Regions from separate parts of the Mus musculus genome. Here region 1 is linked to region 2. The links are chromatin contacts, called in public HiCAR-type maps. All regions are on one chromosome and are shown on one strand. Each heading gives the region's core, a stretch centred on a gene start, on an enhancer-like site or on the middle of the called end of the contact. The rest is flanking DNA. Distances are from core to core; before and after follow the strand shown. Region 1 overlaps Tecpr2 (tectonin beta-propeller repeat containing 2). Region 2 holds the start of Dync1h1 (dynein cytoplasmic 1 heavy chain 1).

What was found. HiCAR-type assays count read pairs that join an accessible place to other places.
Region 1: a HiCAR-type map of astrocytes shows a contact between it and region 2, with 2.1 times the contacts expected there. The contact joins the enhancer-like site here to the promoter of Dync1h1 in region 2. A contact is called at or near these places in 7 of 39 promoter capture datasets (the C10 cell line, the HPC-7 cell line, cranial neural crest and 3 more), 1 of 15 datasets of contacts at CTCF or cohesin (the NIH/3T3 cell line), 4 of 484 Hi-C or Micro-C datasets (CD4 T cells, CD8 T cells, the HPC-7 cell line and 1 more), 12 of 115 datasets of contacts at active chromatin or transcription factors (the 230-238 cell line, the SCID.adh cell line, astrocytes and 7 more) and 3 of 9 other capture datasets (adipose tissue, liver and pancreatic islet).

Annotation. Positions count from the first base shown.
Region 1 is chr12:110,898,583-110,903,991 of GRCm38.p6, forward strand. The region is part of intron 2 of Tecpr2 (tectonin beta-propeller repeat containing 2); the gene reads left to right. It also overlaps the pseudogene Rps19-ps6. Among named protein-coding and RNA genes, the nearest start is that of Tecpr2, 12 kb to the left of the region's middle. Within about 2 kb of position 3,684, at least 37 of the 459 cell types and tissues checked have an H3K27ac peak or open chromatin away from gene starts, as enhancers often do. A contact at or near this core is called in the SCID.adh cell line and astrocytes, where this site is marked.
Region 2 is chr12:110,598,670-110,603,379 of GRCm38.p6, forward strand. Dync1h1 (dynein cytoplasmic 1 heavy chain 1) reads left to right here and starts at 2,726. Exons shown (of 77, transcript NM_030238.2): 1 at 2,726-3,185. The coding sequence starts at 2,936. Gm35558 (a long non-coding RNA gene) reads right to left here. Exons shown (of 2, transcript XR_381950.4): 1 at 2,084-4,710; 2 at 1-1,695.

The sequences.
Region 1 (5,409 bases), core at 2,434-4,933, 300 kb after region 2:
ATTCATTAAAAAAAAAAAAAAAACCAACCCAAGGAAAATCTAGGAGGCAAAAGCCTGTGATATTAGCTCTCAGGAGGCTAAGGTAGGAAGATTGCAACTTTGAGGCCAACCAGGTCTACTTAGCAAGTTCCCGGCCAGCCAGGGCTACACAGCATGAGCTCGTCTACAATAAATAAATAAATAAATAAATAAATAAATAAATAAGAGGAGACGAAAGGAGGGATGAGAAACAAAGTATTCTTAGATGAAGGAAAACAGAACACTGGTTGTCAAAACCTGCTCAGGAATGACTGTTAAAAGAAGTTCTTCAGGGCTGGTGAGATGGCTCAGCGGCTAAGAGCACCAACTGCTCTCCCAAAGGTCTTGAGTTCAAATCCCAGCAACCACATGGTGGCTCACAACCATCCGTAACAAAAATCTGATGCCCTCTTCTGGTGTGTCTGAAGACAGCTACAGTGTACTTACATATAATAAATAAATAAATAAATAAATAAATCTTTAAAAAAAAAGAGAAATTCTTCAGACAGAGGGAGCATGGCACCAGGAATGAGTGGAAAGCGAGAGTAAGTTTTTAGGGAAGTACAGTAGCTCATGGTCCCCTATGAGTTTTTTAGGATGTTTTGACAGTTGGAAGCAAGCAGCATCCCTGCTGAGTTTTCAGTGATGGAGTGATGTGGGAGACAGTTAAAGCATGAGTAGGGTGCTGTGTGGTGCTAAGGTTCATACATTCTATATGCAGAGGTGAACTCTGAAAGGTGTATGTGGTTAGGGATAAGCTTAATGGTAAAGAGCTGTGCTTAGCATGTACAAGACCCTGGGTTCTTAGCATGTACAAGACCCTGGGTTCTTAGCATGTACAAGACCCTGGGTTCACTACAAAGTGCATGTTCTCTCTCTCTCTCTCTCTCTCTCTCTCTCTCTCTCTTACTCATACACACACATTGTAACCACTTAACAGTTTTTTTAAAAAAAATCTACATATACAAGAAGTTAAATTAAGTGCAAATAATTCAAACATATCTAAAAGAAAGGATCAGATCAGATTTAAAAAAAAGAAAAAAGAAAACCAGGTGCAGAAGCATGTGTCTGTTACCTCAGAGTGTGTGTGTGTGTGTGTGTGTGTGTGTGTGTGTGTGTGAGAGAGAGAGAGAGAGAGAGAGATCCCTGAAGCTCCTTGGACAGCAACTAGCCAAAATGATGAGGTTCAGTTTTAGTGAGAAACTCCTCTGAAAACAAAGATGGTGAGCTGGCGGAATAGTAGAATAGTGGAAGGAGATAGCTAGTCTCCACAGTGGTCCTTGGGTACTATGGGATATGCACACACACACACACACACACACACACACACATGCATACCCATATGCACACATCTACACTAACAGGTACATACACCACACACAACACAACACATACCACATACCAAACAAAAAGGTGAACAAACAGAAAGGGTGAAATAAATATAGCATTAGTCAAAAATTCAATTAAAATATAATATGTAAGTAAGTTAACAGTAAGAAAATAAGGCTGGAGAGATAGTTTCATGGGTAAAATACTTTCTGAGTCATTTCTTATGGTAGCCCATTTTAGGAGGAATGGAAAGGCCCTGAGCCTGTACGTGTCCATCCTAATTTTCAGTTGGAAGAGTCAGGGTGCATTAGAGTGATGAATGTTTCATTAACTTTAATCTGGTAGTTTCTAAAATGGTGCAGAAATTTGTGTCTCCTTGCAGCTAACAGTGTGCTTGTCTCATGTCTCCCCTTTCCTTTCCTGTGGGTGTAGCGCCAGGGTCTGTGTTAGCCCCTTCCTGTGGTGTCTGATCATTGATATGTTAGTAGCACTGCAACATGGAGGCCCCGTGTGTCCTTACCATGATTGCTTCCATTCATCGATGGCTAGGAATTTAATTTTAAAATATTTTTGATAGTAAGAAATACATATTAGTTGAAAATGGCAGCTCTTGCCTATAATTGCCATACTTAGGAGTCAGAGACAGGAAGATGATATGCGTTTAAAGCCACTGTGGGCAAGCTCCAGGCCAGCCTAAGTTATCTGTCTTGGTTCATTCTCCTAATGGATTCCCTAGGAATGGAGTTACAGATGGTTGTGAGCTGTCTTGTGGGAACCCAGTTTCGTGGAAGAGCAGCCAGTACTCTTAACCTCTGAACCATCTCTCCATTCCCGCAGTTCAGTTTAATTCTAAGTTTGTGTATGAGTGCACATGTGAGATGTATTTTTCCCTTTTTCAGAGAGGGTCTTCTGTGGACTCTCTGTTTAGCCAAGGATATCTTTTTACTGTGCTCCTTCTTCCTGGATCTCCCAAGTGCTGGGACCACAGGCAGCCTCTGGTCTTGGCTTCTATGGTGCTGGGGATCAAACACAGGCCTTCATGTGTACCTCGCTAGCACTGTGCCTACTGAGCTACATACCCAGCCCTCATCTCCCTCCCCACATTTGGTTTTTCCAGACAGGGTCTCTCTGTGTAGCTGTGACTGTCCTAGAACTCACTCTGTAGACCAGGCTGGCTTCAAACTCAGGGATCTGCCCTCCTCACCTCCCAAGTGCTGGGAGTAAAGGCGTGCACCACCACTGCCCAACCCCACATTTGTTTTTCATGGAAATTAACTAATTGATTTTAAAATGTAGATGAAATTATAATGACTAAAATAGTGTATAAGTGCAAAAGAGCCACCTAGGAGACAGTGACCTCCTGGGAAACAAACTTATAAAGCTTCAGTTATGAAGTTATGTGACATTAGCACAAACAGGGACAGATACACAGATAACTTGCACAGGACTGAGAGGGGAGACAACTATAGTGTATTTGGGCGCTAGAGTAGTTGTAGAGCTATATAGGCTGATGATCACGTGTGTGGAATGTTTGAGACCAGAATTGGTTCCAGTTTTTGGGTTTTTGGATTTTGGACTATTTGCATGGATTTTACTGTTTGAGTGTCCTCAATCTAAAAATCCCAAGCCTGAACTACTCTAAAACCTGTTGGACATCATGTTGGCTTTTGGACTAGGCTGGGGTTGGGGCTGGCCAAGCTATGCTACATGATATTTTCCAATACATGGGCTGCAACAATTGGTAAGAACATAGATGGGAAATGAAGCAGGATCCTGCTTCACTGCACGTGGTGGTTTTGTCAACACTTTAGATATTAGGGTATGGGGTGACTGGGTGCTCCAAAGCACTTGCCTGTCTTGTAAGAGTTAGCCCCTGGCAAGGTATGAGGATTATTTCCTGTCACTTGACAGCTAATGCTAATCCTGGCAGCCTAGGTGTCCATCTTCCTGAGTCGTTGCTTTACTCAGTTCTGTCTATGCCTGTGTTCCCTCCTTCTGCCCAGGCATCATACCTTCTTCCATTTTGCAGTGGAGAGTTAAGAAAGTTTTTAAAGGCCGGGCGGTGGTGTCGCACGCCTTTAATCCCAGCACTTGGGAGGCAGAAGCAGGTAGATTTCTGAGTTCAAGGCCAGCCTGGTCTACAAAGTGAGTTCCAGGACAGCCAGGGCTACACAGAGAAACCCTGTTTCGAAAAAAAAAAAAGAAGTGATTCTTATCTTATTTGGCCTTCTTAACCATTTCAGAATAGTTTGCATTTACTGCTGAAGTTTGTTGAGCTTTGGCTCATCACAAGAAGCTTATAATGAAAGCTTTGTCCAGCTTCACGGTTGCCAAGAGCCAGCTCACAAAGAGCACTTTCTCCTGATGTGGTTTTGTCTGTGTATAAAGGAAAAGCAGCCTGCCAAGGTGCCTGAGAAGATGGGTGGTGCCAGCCTAATGCTTTGGTGTGGGTCCAGAAAACCAGTCCAGGTACCTTTTAAATAGAATCGTCCTTAACAATTTTGTTTCGTTTTGAGACAAGGTCTCACTCTGTTGTTCAGGCTAGCTTTGCTTTCATGGCTGTCTTGGCTCAGCCTCTGGAGTACTGGGATTACCAATTTGAACATTCTCACCAGGCTTAACACTTTTGATTACTAGATTTCTGTTTCAGGAGGTTTTGTTGCTAGCCAGAGGACAGCAATATGTGGTGCAGGAAGTTAGGAATGAGGGAAACAGGAGATGGCCAGAGTCATCTTAAAGAAACAGTGAGCTGGGCAGTGATAGCGCAGGCCTTTAATCCCAACATTCAAGAGACAGAGGCAGGTAAATCTCTGTGTGTTTGAGGACAGCCTGGTCTACAGATTGAGTTCCAGGACAGCCAGAGCTACACAGAGAAACCCTGTCTCTAGACAAGACAAAATGAAATGGCAAGTCTGTTTGATGACTAAGGCTGCCAACCTGAGTTCTTTCTGGAGGTTCCACATAGTGGAAGGAGAGATCTTGCTCCTGCAAGTTATCTGTCCTCTGACCTGCACATAGCGTGTACAGTGTGTGTGCACACACATCCCAAATAAATAAATAATGCAAAATAAAATAAGCAGAAGATGTCTCCCAGGCCAGACTGAGAAAGGACTGCTTTTATACCAGAAAAGAGAATGTGACAGAAGGAAGGGAATCATTTGCTATGTCGCTTGGGTAATGGAGAGACCATGTGCTGTGTCCATGGATGGATTGCTTTGTTGGAGGTCTGTGCTGCAAGCAGCTCTTGTTCTGGGACTGTTCTGGTCTGATGTGGGGAGGGATGACCATGACCGTATGTGGCTGATAATCTTGGGATGTGTTCTAGTTTGAAGTGAAGTATTGTTGAAAAAGTAGGGAAAGAGGGTTACCACCAAATCTGATATAGGATGGCGCTAGCTAAGAAGTAGGTTGATGGCATAAGTGCTGTCTGAATACAGATTAATAGTCCTTTTAGGTATGTTAGGATCAGGAAGGTGGCATACGGTTCTTTAAATTGGGTAGATTTATCTGTGAGGGAAAAATATGGGTCTCAAGAGAATAGTCAAGGAGGGAGCCATCTAAAGAGTGGTATCGTTGTCAGCAGTTTATCCTTGGGGTAGTGGTTGTCTGTCTGTCCTGGGAAGCCAATGAGATTATTAGCAAAAGAGGCATGGTTTCTCAGGAGCCACTGGATGTCTGCGAGAGCAAAAGGTAAAATAATTACATTAGATTATTTACTTATAATTTATAAGGTGCACTCTCTTCCTGTCCTTATCATGGTAAATAAAGGGCTGACCTCAGTTAGTAGTGGAGGTGCTCCCCCTATTGGTGCATGGAGCCTTTCTAGAATCCCCTAAGGTTGATATAAGGCTCCAACTACTTTGAGGAAAGAATTGAATATAAGGATCTGGATTGGCTTAATAGACCAAAGGGTCTCCTTGGCTGCTGCTGTCAGAGAGCGAAGAGAGAAGAGGTCTTTGTGACCCTTAAGCAAATCAAATAAAGGCTATAATTGGCTGGTTGGTATGGGGAGCCGAGGTCTAAGCCAATTAATATTGCCTAAAAAGCTTTGAAGGGTATTTA
Region 2 (4,710 bases), core at 1,476-3,975:
ACACAGATGGATGGGGAGGTGGGGAGTAGAAAGAAGGCCCCCTGAAAGTGAGGAAATTCGTGACCACCAGAGGGCGCAAATGGACTTTTCCTGTTCTGATGGTGCAAGGCTTCCCTGGTCTTCAACTCCAAAACCCGGATCCAGTTCAGTCCTTATGAGGCCCATTTAATGCCGAAGCAAGACAGAAAGGGGATAAGAGTCTGGAACAAGCTTCATCAAAAGTGCCCTGCAGTGAGGTGAAATGCCAGCTAGATCCTCCAGCTGTGCCTAGTAGCGCAAATGATGTCGTCTGTCTGAAAGTATGGCAAAGAAATTCCAAATCTTTACCTGTATGTGCCCTGCCGCTCGCCTTCCTCCCATTCCTGGACTGGAAGCATACATTAAGTATACATTAAGAAAGTGTTGGGTGTTCTCCAGGCCTAAGAGCAATGTCAGATGTGGGGTTGATTATGAGTGAATGCCCCAACATGAACCAGGTATGGTAGGACACGCCACAATTCTAGGGCTGGAATTACAGGCCAAGATAGGATGATTGCTCAAGTTTGAAGTCAGCATGTACTACATACATGCTGAGTACCAGGCCAATCAGGGCTACATGACAAGACCTTGAAAAACAAAAGTCCAATATGGAATTCAGAGAAGGGGTATTTGGAAACACAGCCTGGAGGTGCTGGTTTGACAGTGGTCCCACTGAGAGATTGTGTGCTCTCTAGGGCTTGAGAGAGGGGGCAGAATACAGAGAATGAGCCTGACACGGTATCTCAACAGCACGTCATATGGTATTTTAAAGAGATGTTGGGAATGCGCAAGACCTCTACACAGTGTATCACAAATTTATGACAAAGTTGTATGTACTCTAGCCGCCACCAGCATCCCTCATCAGGAAAGAAATGCTCTTCCCAGCTCCTCTCAACACTTGAAAGCAGATGCTTTCACAGACAGGAGACTAGAAAGGCCGGGTCCCCACCCAAGATTGGCTGCGTCCTATGCCACGAAGCAGAAGGGCATCTTCAGCCAAGCTCAGCTTCCTCGTTAGCCCTGTCTCAGCCTGGCCAGCCTCTAGGATGGTGCCCTTAGAAATCTCAGCAGCCTGTGTGCAGCAGGTCTGTTCTTACTATATTAAAAAACAAAAACAGAATGTTTATTGAAAAAGCACACAGGTTTGATCCACTTGTAAATCCTTGTAAACAAATCATTTCTGTCTTCTTTGGAATGATAATAATCCAAAGTCTGAGCCTGCTATCTGTCCCCTGGCGTGGAGCCAGGTTGCAGATGAGTGAGTCCTCGGATAACTGAATGACTGCATTTCCCAGGTGCTGACTCACAGTGCAGCCAGTGTGCAATCAGCCCCACACCCACTAAGTCCCTGCAGGTTTCAGAATCTCCGGTCTTTTGTCCTTGTTCCTATCTCTGCAGGATAGGCAGAGGGAAACACTAACACAGCACCTAGTGTCAGGTGGACATTCAGTATTGATCACTGCCAGTACGCCAGCAATTCCACAGTAGCAATTCACCACAGTAGCTTTGGGTCTGTCCTCTCACCTCTGCAAGATTATTTATGACACATTACACCAGGGTGGGCTGATGGAGGGAGAATGGGGATATTTATCTGTTTTCTCTCTCTCTGTCTCTCTGTCTCTCTCTCTGTCTGGCTTCTAGAAGAATCTTCGGGCCTCCATCAGCAGCCTCTGGGACCTGGCACAGGACAATTGTGCAAGGAATAAGCATATTGTAGGGCTTCCCGTATTCCAAAGATGATTTGGGAGAATCAAGTCATACCACCATCATCCCACCAATCAGGACTCAGCTTTCTAACTCGGCATTATTATATTTTTAAAGATCATTTTGGCTTAGTTCCCTCTACCCAATTGAACAGGCAAGTTATGACCTGAACTTTCAAAGGCCAGTTACTAACCCTAAGAAAGTAAGCAAAGAGATTCTGCCCTTCTTGTCCTCCGTGTATGGGAGGAGGGGTGATGGGTCAGATGCAGGGAAACTTAGGAGCAATCTGAGCCCCTGCCTCCTGCCGATCCAGATTCCCGAACCCACAGAGCGGTGGGTGCTGCAGGTATGGGGAGCTTACCGTTGTCAGTGGATTCACTCATGCGTCCTTCTCTTACATCACCCTCGCTTGGTAAATGACACTGTGTTCAGAAGCCAGGTCCCATCGTAGCTTGATGTTCCTACTATCCAGGTTTCTTTTAGCCTACCGTTAGACTGCACTGCAGTTGCTGCTCCACCCATACCTAACCTTCCCTTCCTCAGACGCCAGTTCCTCAGCTAAAATCATCTCCCTTCCACTCTCTCCCTATCCAGTTTAGCGAAGTCATTGTGGGCATGCCCCTCATCTCCTCTGAAAAAACGTCCTCATCTTCCCAATGTGTATCTAATAACGACTGGGCAGTTGGGACTCCAGACTCCATTCATTCAACGGGAGAACTCAGGTTATTAATAGCAATGTCGGGCAGAGGATGAACTCTCACTAAATGTCAATTCTCGTCAATGCATCCTTAAAACACTATTTATGAAGCCTGAGGGGCTGGCTCTGTGATATTCTCTGCCACCTGGCAATGAAGACAGACGCGGTTCCTGGACCACTTTTGCGCAGAGTAATGGGTCCCGCCCTGCCCTCCGACTACAAGTCCCAAAAGGCCACGCGGCGCCGCACATAGCCCCGCCTCCAGTCGCATGCGTAACGTCGCGACGCCGACCGCGAGCGGGCGCCGGTGGCTGCAGCCAGCGGGCGGGGCGGGGCCGGCGGGAGCGGCGGCCTTTAGGGCGGAGCCGGCTCCGCTGTCCGCAGTCGGCCGCGGGTTAGCGGGCAGAGCGTCTCCTGTCGCCGGTTCCCCTCGCTCACTGCTCTCTCGTGCCGGAGGCCGCTCCTCTCGGCTCTCGCTCTCTCTCTTTCTATCTCTCTCCCTTCCGTGGATCCGCCATGTCGGAGCCGGGCGGCGGCGAGGACGGCTCGGCCGGCCTGGAGGTGTCGGCGGTGCAGAATGTGGCGGACGTGGCGGTGCTGCAGAAGCACCTGCGTAAGCTGGTGCCGCTGCTGCTGGAGGACGGCGGCGACGCGCCGGCTGCGCTGGAGGCGGCGCTGGAGGAGAAGAGCGCCCTGGAGCAGATGCGCAAGTTCCTGTCAGACCCGCAGGTCCACACGGTCCTGGTGGAGCGCTCCACCCTCAAAGGTGCGCGGCGCCCCCTCCCCGGTCGCGTGGAGCAGCTAGGGTGCCCGGACCGCCAGCGCCCGCACAGTGGGGTCGCTTTGTCTCCGCGGCTTCTCAAGATGGCCGAGTTGGGTGGAGACAGCGTCTCCCGGTCCCGGCTGGGCACAGGGCCGCATCCCTGCCTCCAGAGTCACATGAGCTTTTTTGGTTTCGATTCGTATCCAAGCTTAGCTCGCTTTGGGAAGAGTGTGTCTAGGACAGCCTAGGTGCTGGCCCTTGGGTGGGCTCGGGGACCGGTGGGTTGGCGGGAGCCGGAGTGGGCAGGCCCTGGTCACCCAGCATCTCTGCTGTCTGCGGCTGCCTACGCGTAGGCCTCCATTGGCCTCGCAGCATCATTGTTGAGTGGGTGTATCTCCCAGTTTTACAAACCAGGAAACTGAGTCCCGTGGCTGGTCCAAGGTCACCAGCTAAAATACAGGACCTTGAGATTAGACTCAGCATATCAGTTTCCAGTCCAAATTGCTTGTTTTGCTGATCATGGCTTGAAATTGTTGCTTAGATGACCCTAATGACAGCTCTGTGACATTTAAGTCTGATTTCAAAGACTTAAGAACTGTTGCTTACCTAGTTGGGGAAGGAGGCAAAGAAGCTGACATGTTCCCGTTGTGTCCTCCAGCAGAGACTCTCACAACATCCCTAGATTGATCTGGAATAGGGGGCTTGCTTGCAGGACTCCTTCCTTCTTGAGGCTTTAAAACCACTTTGTAGCATCTGGGGAACTTGTATGACATGCTGGCGAATGGGTGTGGCATTTCCCTAGGAACCCAGATGTGCTGTTTAAAAGTAAAATAGCCCTTAGGGATTGAAGATGGACTGAGAATATTTGCTAGCAAGTTCCCTAGAGTTCCAAAGGCTGTGTGGTTCCGTTAGAAAACCAGAGTGGCTGTCCTTTCGATAGTTTGTATCGCTTTAAGGCTATTCTTAATTACAAAATGTTCACACAGCCTTGGTTTGGGCCTGCAGTTAGAAGATAGCAGAATATTTTTCTTCAATCTACACACAATGTCTAAAGCATTAGGATGCTATTAGTGCCTGGCTAGTGTTAGTGTGACTGAAGATGGTTTCCTTTACATTGGAGTTTGTATTTATTCCTGCGTGGAAATCTATTTTTGTCCAAAAGACCATGTAACTGTAGAAAATTTGAAACATATCTGAAATGAAAGTCATCTGGAACCCTGCCCCAGCAGGGCCCTGTGAGCCCTTTGATCCCTACTTGCTCTTTTGCGGGGTATGTGAAAATACATTTTATTAAAATACATTTTTAACCTATGTTTTTAACGATTTTGAGTAGTTTGGCCCTAGCTAATTCTTTTATATTCTTTGTTGCACAGTTTGTGTATTGAAATTAGTGATTTCAATATAAAAACACAAAAACCATGAGTCATGATTTCTCTTTACGAAAAAAAATCCCCAAGTTTTTCTCTTTGCTCTGTCATTAGTAATTTGTTCTCCTCATATCTGTCCGTCTTGTATCAAGGGTGGAATG